2 separate regions of the Sparus aurata genome follow, and region 1 is linked to region 2. A link is a contact called in public Hi-C data. All regions are on one chromosome and are shown on one strand. The core of a region is the stretch at or near the end of the contact, and the rest is flanking DNA. Distances in the headings are between cores, read along the strand shown.

Region 1 (5,148 bases), core at 306-2,805, 220 kb after region 2:
GGGGTGGAACTGAGCTACATGCTGAAGTATCCTTGAGCAAGATACTGAACCCCAAAATTGCTCCTGATGTGCAGTTGGCACCTTGTGTGGCAGCCACTGCCATCAGCAAGGGTCCTGCAATGAGCTGGCGACTCATTCATCATCATTCACTCATTCTTCACCCACAGTAACTGGATTTGGCCCTAGTAAGCCCCCCTGAAAAAGGGGGGAAAAACATCTCTGCGACCCTCACGGAAAAAGAAAAGAAAAAAAAACAAAAACGGAACATTAAAAAGATGATATCTCTGGTTCTGCTGTATTGACTTTGATAATTTGGGTAGAAATTCTCCATAATGAGTCTGACAGGGTTATAGATGCACCACTGGCAAAATTGACAATTAAAAAAAAGAAAAGAAAAGGAAAACAAAATATTTTATAAAATAATTCCCCGGGCAGGCGGAGGTGCCAAGGTGTTTGCTGGAAGTTAATCATATGATATTAGAAGTTTGATCACTTTTATTACTGTAATTTGACACTCTAAGAATTCATTCTATTCGAAAAAATGTTTTAATAATGTAACTGGTCTGTCATGATTCCATGCTCCTAATTTATCATGCTAACTCACTGGCAACATCATATTACACAGTACTTCATCACAAATGTGTTTTCCCGTCAGCTGTTCAGGTTGTTGTCATACCAGTGTCTAATGATAACCTATAGATAACACAAGTGGCACCGTGTGTAGTTACTCAACCTACCAGCATTCAGACACTCTGAGTCCGGTATACACACAACAACTCATACACAGGAAAAGTTCCAATGAACGACAGATTTGGGATTTTTATTGGTCTTACTGAATGAATTTTCCACGCAGGTGTCACTGCCAGCACCATCAGAAGACCTCTGCTGAGCTTTCTGATTGGATGCAAACACGGATTAAAAGAACCCTCCTGGGTGTTCTCCTTCATGATCCTTGTATCGTCAGTCATGTCTTATTGTCTTATCTCCGCAGTAAAAACCATTGTTAACTAGATGTAAATGTAACATATTGCTCAGTCTCATCTTGTTGTACTGGTGACTGACGGATGGAGCTTCCAGAGAGCCTGACGAGCTTCCACTGCTGGTTTATTCTCAGGTCATACAACTGACAGGCTGCATTAATAACTCATTTGCAGTATGTGGGCTTTTCACACCGCGTCTTACATTCAACGACTACGAAACACCACGACGCATCGATTATTTGATCACATAGTCAGTTAACAAATTCAGAAGAAACTGGACATTACTATTTAAACTTACCTGTGCTCAGGTCAGACGCATCCAGTGGACTCAGATATCACAAAATCAAAAATACCAGTTCAATAATCCGTCAGTGGTCTGATGTGAGCGCGGATCAGATGTCCGACACGCTGCAGGTCACACTGACTGACTGACTGACTGAGGCTCATTGTACACTGTTTAACAGTCAGGCTGCTCCAGGATCACTTTACTGACTGTAACCAGCAGCTTCAGTCTGACCGCCCAGCACACTGAGATCCCTGATAACATACATCACACACCCCCACCCTCAAACACACACACACACACACACACACACACTCAAAGTAGCATATTTTAATGAAATGATTCTAGCCTTGCTTGTAGCTCACCTGCTTGTGTTTCTTCTTGTGCAGCCATCACTTCATTTGAACTATCAGGGAGATCTAGTGTCTTAATAACAGCGTTATCAATCATGTCATAAACGACAGTGACCTTGGGAGCTTGTTAATGATATGCTACTGTTAAGATATGTCTTTGTTCAAACTCATCCATCAGTCAAGTGCAGGGAGAAAAACAAATGTCAATGAATTATATTACTGATGTTTAATTGCAGAAAGTCAGGACCACAAAACTGACACAGGCATGATATTCACAGTCTGCATTCCATGTTAGAGATCATTTGTGAGTGCATTGGTATTCATTGTGTAGTTAAATGGATGCCATCACTGCTACAGCGGTGAAATGTTTCGAAGTTCAAAATCTATGAGTAAAATCACTATTTATAAGGTTAAAAATGATCTTGGACAGATTATATTGCTGTAGAATTGATTTAAAACAATTAAAAAACAACATCTATAGCAGCTTTTGGAGTAACAGAAAACACATATTCTTAAATACAAACGTCAGTCAAATATATCTACGTGCATGAGAAATGATATGGGACAGTAAATTAACAGAGTGCTGAATTTCACTGCAGCTCAGGAGTCCACCTGGTCCTGGTTCTGCTGCTCGGCGTCATCGCAGGAATCTCTGCAAGAACCACAACGTACAATTTCAGTGTCAGGACACGGATGCAAACTGTTTGAAATACAGAGATGACAGATAGTTCAACTGTCGTCAGGAGCACAACAAGTGTGGATGTCAACAAAGGTGGTGGGGTAGACCTAAACAAAAGGGACCATTTATCAGGGAAGAGTGAAGCATGCTGGGTAATTAAAGAGAGGGTAGATGAGGGGGCATTGTGTGGTTGGATTTCCTGGACAACGCCACACTTTGTCTGCAGGGAACAAAGCCATTGTTGTGTGAGAGTACGAGCCTGTAGGACTGTGGGTATGTGTGTGTGTGTGTGCGTGTGTGTGTGTGTGTGTGTGTGTGTGCGTGTGTGAGTCGGGGGCTATCTGGGTATCTCTGGAAACAGTATTTATTGTTATTTAACAGTCATCACACAAATACTGCACTGATGAAAACATACCTCTCACTTCAACAGTTTCTCTTTCATTTGTTATGTGGGGCAGAACTGCTGCGTGAAACACAAAGGCTTCCTGTTATTAAAGACAGTATGATCCCTTCAGACAACCTTTACAGTACACACCAGGACTGGTTAATACTTAATAAACACCTCCATCTTAAACCTGAGTGACACAATGGGACATATAGTGTGTCAATTATTAACTTACAGGTTAACAACATCTTGTTATGTAGGACAAGTCATTAGAGACATCTATTGGTTGACAGAAAAGACATGGCTGCAACACTGTTTTTCTTTTTGGACAATGAATCCTAATCCAATTCTCCATCAGTAGGAGGTTGAGGAGATAGTGACAGAGACAATTTTAGACCATTTTTTAGGTGAACTGTAGCTTTAAGGTCTTAGGCAGAGGTCAGAGGTTGATATTTGTTCAGGAATCCTCTGGGTCACACTCGGTTGGATTCCTACAGGATGGGAGTCAGTTTACTATTCATCAGGTGACTGGGACGGGACAGGAAAAATTGTCAACAGGAGAGGACAGGACGTCGATCATTTTAACAATCGGTTAGTTTTCATATAAGGATTTGCAGTTCTTATAAGAATAATGTCTATTTTCTTTTATTTTTAATAACACTTTTAGCTGGTTGCTAGTATGATGCAGCCACATGACCAGTACATGAATTGAGGACTGTGGATGAAAGACAAGAAGGTGCAGAAAAATTACCCCCCAATAATATGGGACAGCCCTCTTTCTTTTGGCACTGCATTCCTTCAACTGTATTATGTATGTATTCCTACGCACAAGTGCTGCTGTGCCTGCCATGAGCTGTATTACACTGCAAATCAGCTGTTTAGGTTGGACTTGTAAAGGTTGAGCGAGGTCAAGGCTGTCGGTGCTACTTGCTGCTTCTCCAGACGAGGAGAGCCGACATCATCTACTGCAGATAATATACTGACTATGGAACAAGTACCTCATGCAACCACACTTCAAAAGACCTCAACTATCACTTTAAGCATTCATATCTGCTTCTTGAACACGTCAAACAGGATCTGATCACTCGTGTCATATCAGTGTGGGATAAATCTCTCCAGTTCCTCCAGTTATTTAGTAACTGGACCTAGAGTTAGGTATCTAGTTTCAAATCCAAGTATGTTGATAGCAGATTCTGGTCTACAGAATTTCACCTTCTCTAAAAGTCAGCAGCTACAAAATCTTCATTCAGCTTTGTTTTGATCATACAGGCCATAACATGCCAGGTATAATGATATGCCCAGTGTGGTCTGAGGGGCGACTGTCAAATATGACACATAAAATTCCTCTCCTGTTGTCTCTCATTAAAATCAGCAGTTCAGCTGATCTGTACTTTGAACAGGATTATGTTCTTGATGATCTCAGTCAATGATTGTAAGACACAACAGTTCAATTTCACACATCTGCCCAAAAATTCATTCAAATCAAATCAGGCAGTGCAGCGAAAATTCATTTTAATGAGGGCTGTCCATTTTAGCTGCAATGGTGCTGGATTCAGGGGTTCCTGGAAAAAAACTGAAGAGGCCAAGCAAGTTTAGGACTGTTCAGAGACTGTGACTGAAGATGGAGATGGACAACTTGGTTCTGAAGAAACGCAGCACTGGATGTATCACCTGGCAGTGCTTTGGATTCTGCAAGGAAACACGGTTATCTGCAAAATGTGCCACCAAACCATTGCCAAAAAACTACCACATGAAATGCCATCCACTACTAACTGTGCCTCAAAGTCTGCATGTCCACTTCTCCACCCACAACAAAGAAAAGCTCAATGGAACCAGCCCCAAAGCACATTATTGTGGCTTTTTTCCTGATGATCATGTGTGATCGATGTGCATCACCACAGACAACAGGACTAATATAATAAAAGCTGTGTGCCTGAATGAGCAGACAAGACTGTAGTGTTTTGGCTGTCATCTGCACCTTGTGACTTATGAGTATTTGTGTAGGTTTGCCTCCCCCTAATAATCATTTTTATTATCAACAATGGTAAATATAACTAAGATAGCATTTCATTATTTGTCACGGGCAATTAAAAACTGTATTAGTATTTCATGATTTGAGAATGAAGCGACAGTAGGAAGGCCTATCATACCATTATTTACTTTCATTTGTTTAAAGCTTCCGTATGAGTGCAGCAGCCTGGTTCAAAATAAAAAGTTTATATTTAACTTGATTCTAGGATACTACAGACCTGTAAAATACACAACATCACTGATATCAAAACAAAACCTTTTAGTCCCAATTTAGACTGAAATGGTATATTTAGTTCCTTTACCTGCACCACAAATGCTGCCAAACCAGCAAACATGGTCAGCAGTGCCATGCGCCGCAGCCTGCTCACATCGACCTGCTTTAGCAGAAAGAATCGAGCCCAGCCCAGCTTTTTGGCTGTATGAGGAGGGTATCGCAT
Region 2 (5,194 bases), core at 1,217-3,716:
TCCACTAGAACACACACACACACACACATACACACACAAACAACCAAAGTACTCGAGTAATGATGAAATGAAAAGGTTACTACAGTAATAAACAATTAGAAGTCATTGCAACCCTACAAGGAACGACTCTGTGCTAAAGAGCCTGTCCTCTCTGTCAGAAAGATTCCAGAGATAAGCTGTGCCAACCTTTGTCAAAGAATGTAGTAGGGGAGAAATGTGATCACTAACCGGCTGCATGTAAATGTGTTTTCACATTTCCTGCTGGACCTGTTAACTTAGGCCAAAATAGTCCGTGTCACATGTGTTGCCTTATCTCTGTGGACTTTCACTGGGTTTACATTCATTTAATACATTTGGCTTGCAGCAGTTATTTGCTTTCTGAGATATATTATAAAGGAGGAACCTGTTTCTTTATTATCACCAGTAAGGGACAAGGAGAAACCAGATATTACTGCACTTACATGCTCTTATTTATCTGGGAATTGTTTGCTTTCTACAGTAACCTGGGCCTGAGTCATGTCTGTCCCTTTAAACAGGGTAGATCACCATATTTACCCACAGTATGTCCCTGTGCAGAGCAGGATTAGTGTATGAACTGCCCACCAACCAACCAATCAACTTACTGGCCAATTAGAGTAATCTGTCCTACAGGATGATAATTATACTAGAGAAATGTTTACCCACTTTGGCATTAAAGCAAGGCTGACAAAGCGCGGGGACATGTCCTCGTACTTTCTATTAGTCTCGTATTCTGTCTCTGTAGCTCATGCGATGATTAGGAAAATGAGTGAATTCAAAATCTTTTTAGGCTTTGAAGGTAATATTAAATACCACTGGATCTGTTGATGTTACAGGTGGTTTGTTCATAGGCATGACTTGAGGTGAACTCACTGACTAACCTTTATTCTTTTTAAAGGCCAGCAGGGGATGACTTCACTTGTGTCAAAAAGTCATGTTAGGTTTAAGTGAAAATGACCCTACTTGTTCTCACTTGTGTTACTACCTTAGTAAACATCTTCCTAATGAGTTTATGGTCTCAGTCGCTGGTTTTAAGCCTCCTTTGATGCAGTGTGATGTTCATTTTGTACATTATGGTCCCATTTAAAGTAAATAGATGCTTTAAAAGACAATAAAGCATATTCTTAAGGGTGTGGCTACCTTGTGATTGACAAGTCGTGCCACAGCGTGTCCTTGGGTTCTCAGTCGTATCCCATCAGGATATACTCCACAACTACACCCACTCATCCAATTACAGTCCCTCCTGGCTCCAAAGATCCAAGATGGCTACAGCCAGGCTACAATGAGCAATTACCACCATAAGTGGTATTGAGCCTTTTGGCTCGTGACATTTAAAAAAAAAAAACACTTGCTTCCTGAAACTCCTCTTCACTGGTTGCATACCAGGCCATTAAGGTCAAATGCACAGCAAGTCACAAAAAAAGAAAGATTAGTGCAGCCTCTCAAAAATAATAATAATTTCATGCAGCCGTACTTTTTCTTCATTTTTTAATTTATTTTTGGATCCCTTCCTTCCTAACAAAGCCCTAAAAACATATTTTCTCAACTGTGAGTGATGGCTCCCACATGAACACCTGCCAAAGTTGTGACAGTTTTGTTTTGGGCAGAAAGTAAAATGCAGAGTTGTAAGGGAAGGGTTTGCTGATGATAACATGGCTTCCGGTGGATGTAGGTGCACCTTCAGCCCACATGGAGGCACAAGTCTGAGGTTTAATGACAGGGACTCCAACAGAGAGGGGTTTTCTATATCACGTTGCCCTGACGTCATTTATTTTGCAGCAGGCCAACCTGGCATATGGTCTGAGAATGGTCAACATGTGCCTCAGAAAGCACTATTTTTAGAATCTGTTTGGATCAGCTGCAGTATCTTTGTGTGTGTGTGTGTGTGTGTGTGTGTGTGTGTGTGTGTGTGTGTGTGTGTGTGTGTGTGTGTGTCTGCTAGTGCTCAGCTTGTGAATGAAGTCATTAAATAAGCTGCGTTTTAATGAGCTCATCAAATGCATCACGTTTTCTCCACTGGAGTGTCAGATCTGCACACTGAAGAGCTGTCTGCTCGAGGTATAAACCTGAGTGAGCGACCAACAGATGATGACAAACCCAAAGCATTTTTCCCAACATTTCACACCTTTTTCTCAAGAGAGCAGCCTCCCAGCTGTAACTCTCTGCTGCCCAGGAGAGGGAAAGAGAAGCTTCTAAAAATAACTGGCAGGCTCTACAGGTTGGTGTGTTGGATGCTGGGAGGCTCCAGGCTCCAGGCTGCAGGCTCCAGGCTCCAGGCTGCCGGCTCCAGGCTCCAGGCTGCAGGTTGGGGCGGGGCTGGATGCTGGGAGGCTCCAGGCTCCAGGCTGCAGGCTCCAGGCTCCAGGCTGCAGGCTGCAGGCTCCAGGCTCCAGGCTCCAGGCTGCAGGCTCCAGGCTCCAGGCTCCAGGCTCCAGGCTGCCGGCTCCAGGCTCCAGGCTGCAGGTTGGGGCGGGGCTGGATGCTGGGAGGCTCTGTGAGCGCCACTGATTTCTTTCCTCCTCCATTGATCAGTGTAGTGGGGAAGGCGGATCCTCTGACGTCGACGTCAAGCTGCTCGGCTGCGTCAGAATCCAGCTGAGCGAAGGAAGAAGGAAACAAGGAATAAAAAGGAAAGAGGTCCAGAAAGGCCGGGGAGAGCGGACGGGCCGTGGCACTGAGGCAGACCTGAGTCGTGCACACCGCGGACAGACAGACGGCCAGAGGGACGGACGGACGGACGGACGGACGGACAGAGAGACATGGAGGGCTCCACGGAAGAAGACTACAAAGAGAAATTATTATGGAACGTCAAACGGGAGGTAGGCGCTGCTGTCTGACGGCTCGTCGAGCTTCACATTTCTAATATTGACTGTGTTGTTTTGTGTCTTTATTCCCGTCCACACCACGACACGAGACTTGGAAGTGTTGCACTCATATTTAGCATGTTCCGACGGGTTTATTGAATATCTCTGAGCTGTGTTGGACTGAATTCTCTTCAGTTTTATAAGATAACTTTACCAAACTGGTGATGAATAAATGGACCTAGGTAAACTGTAGTTACAGGCTTCCAGTATGTGTTACGTCAACATGTTTCCATTATCCAGACTTAAAATATTTCGCATTTAGCTGACACTTCCCTGTTGGTGCAGGTAAAAACAATGCTACAGGGTTAGGGTTGGACTTGGACACTGCTATGGTATTGCTATAATATCTTAATAATATTCCAATAACACAATACAGAAGTTTAAATTGATCAAACCTCACCTGAGGTCTATTTTGTATCATCTCATGTCCGTGTCGGCTTTGACATAATACCAAATTCATTTAAATTAGAACTGCCATTTTTCGTAAGATCCGAGCAACCATTAATAATCCAGACCTGCAGGCAGAAACCCTGAAACCCTCTGCAGGACATCTTTTCACTACAGGTTGTCCTGCTGCCTGTCTCCACCAGCAGCACCGACATCCACAGCTCCAACCCTGTCACAGGCTTTTTGTTCACGTGATGAATGTCTCACATCTCTCCAGCGAGGAATAAATCATTACTCCTTTAACCTCTCTACACACTGCCATTGTAACCCCTCATGCTGCCTTCACCCAGAGTCACAACTGGAAAGATTTCCCTGCGCTGAGGTGTCAGTGTAAATCAAAGGCAGCTGATTGTGAGACTGAATGTGGCAAGGTGTGGCTCACTGACTATACCTCAGTCTGGCTGAGTGTGTAGCGAGCATGTACTCTCTGTCACTATAGCGGAGAGGAAAGGTCAAGCTAAAAATATCAAGACTGGGAAAAAAATACTCTTTTTTGATCATAATCGGCGCTCTCCGTGCTATGTGAGATACGAAGCGTCACATTCACCCAATGGTACTATATTAGTCCTCACTCAGTGCTTCACTTCAGTCACAGAATTGGCTTATTGTATTCAGGATTTCATGTTTGGTGGAAAGTGATATCAGATGAATTCACTATAGCTTAGCTGACAAAATAGTCAAAATACATGCGGACACTTGTACTTTAAAGTGCGCTTCATTGTTAATACATTGCTACTTTAATTGCTGTTACAAAGATAGTTGTAGAAGACTGTGTATGCTGTACTGGAAATGTTTAAAGAAAGGATTCAACCAAAAATATAAATTCAGTCATTATCTACTTACCTGCACGCAGATGGAACTTTGATTAAGGTTTCGTCTCTGACTGTCTGCAGGACTTTCCAAATCTGTCTTTCTAACAGTAACATTTTCATTAATTTCTGTCATGTTCAGAATGAATTGAGAAAAACTGCAGAGTGCATACTGTACTGTAAATGTGTCCATTCAGTTTGAATATCGAGGTTAATAGTTTCCTGTCCTCCAGCCATCATGCCCTGAGCTGCATTTTAAAACACACTGACTTGTGCTCCAGTAGCATAAATTCTTGATGTTTCCTAGTTGTTAACAATTACAGAAAATGAGCTTGTGTGTCAGCTGGATGCTTTATATTTCTAAGTGGGTAAAGAAAAGTACTAGAACAAGTAGGTCTGTATGTCTGGTATGTTGAGAAAATGACATGACTTGAGTGTGGTGAGCCTTTAAAACCAGAAAAAAACACAGCAAACCTTGACGATTTGTTATTCTGACCATCTTTTAGTGAGCTCAGATTGACTATTTTTTGATAAACCCAGAACAAAAGTATCTGATCAGGTTTTAGGCTTAGATTGATTTTCTCTCATATGAAGTTATCACTGTTGCTTCAGAACCATATCAATCTGTTGTTGTGCTATTGTAGTATTTTGTCCAAAAATGCAACATGTTTCCCACTTTATTTACACAGCAGAGAGTTGGTGTAGACTCTGTGTGCATCTAGTATAAAAATCAATGGTGCGATTGGCCACAGTTCATCAGTGAGATGCTAGTCAATGCCTTCTGACATTTTAAAGTGTAACAAACTGGGCTGTGAGACAGTGGTTTGAACAAAGCCCACTAGCTTCTGCTTGAAAGCTCCCTGTCTCTTTAAGCAGCACTCTGCTATCTCAGTATTGCTTGGCAACTGAAAGCTTTAGCAGCTCCCAAAGAAGTTAAATTGCATCAGTTGGCGATTAATATCACAGCAGTGTGGCAGCCCAGTCAGGCGGTCTCTTGTACCGATACACAAAGTGCCTTTCTATTTTCACCTGCTTTCCATCAGGATCCTTGTGTGC

The links. A called contact is a pair of places that touch in the nucleus more often than the background predicts.
Region 1: a contact with region 2 is called in a Hi-C map of an unstated tissue, with 2.9 times the contacts expected there. The contact joins the promoter of LOC115572848 here to the promoter of sgsm2 in region 2. A contact is called at or near these places in 2 of 2 Hi-C or Micro-C datasets (skeletal muscle and an unstated tissue).

The regions. Positions count from the first base shown.
Region 1 is chr2:32,117,979-32,123,126 of fSpaAur1.1, forward strand. LOC115572848 (aldehyde dehydrogenase, dimeric NADP-preferring-like) reads right to left here and starts at 1,556. Exons shown (of 11, transcript XM_030403314.1): 1 at 1,279-1,556. It overlaps LOC115572817 (aldehyde dehydrogenase family 3 member A2-like), which reads right to left. Exons shown (of 12, transcript XM_030403297.1): 10 at 5,014-5,148; 11 at 2,711-2,755; 12 at 1,823-2,268. The coding sequence ends at 2,741.
Region 2 is chr2:31,901,689-31,906,882 of fSpaAur1.1, forward strand. sgsm2 (small G protein signaling modulator 2) reads left to right here and starts at 2,467. Exons shown (of 25, transcript XR_003981164.1): 1 at 2,467-2,837.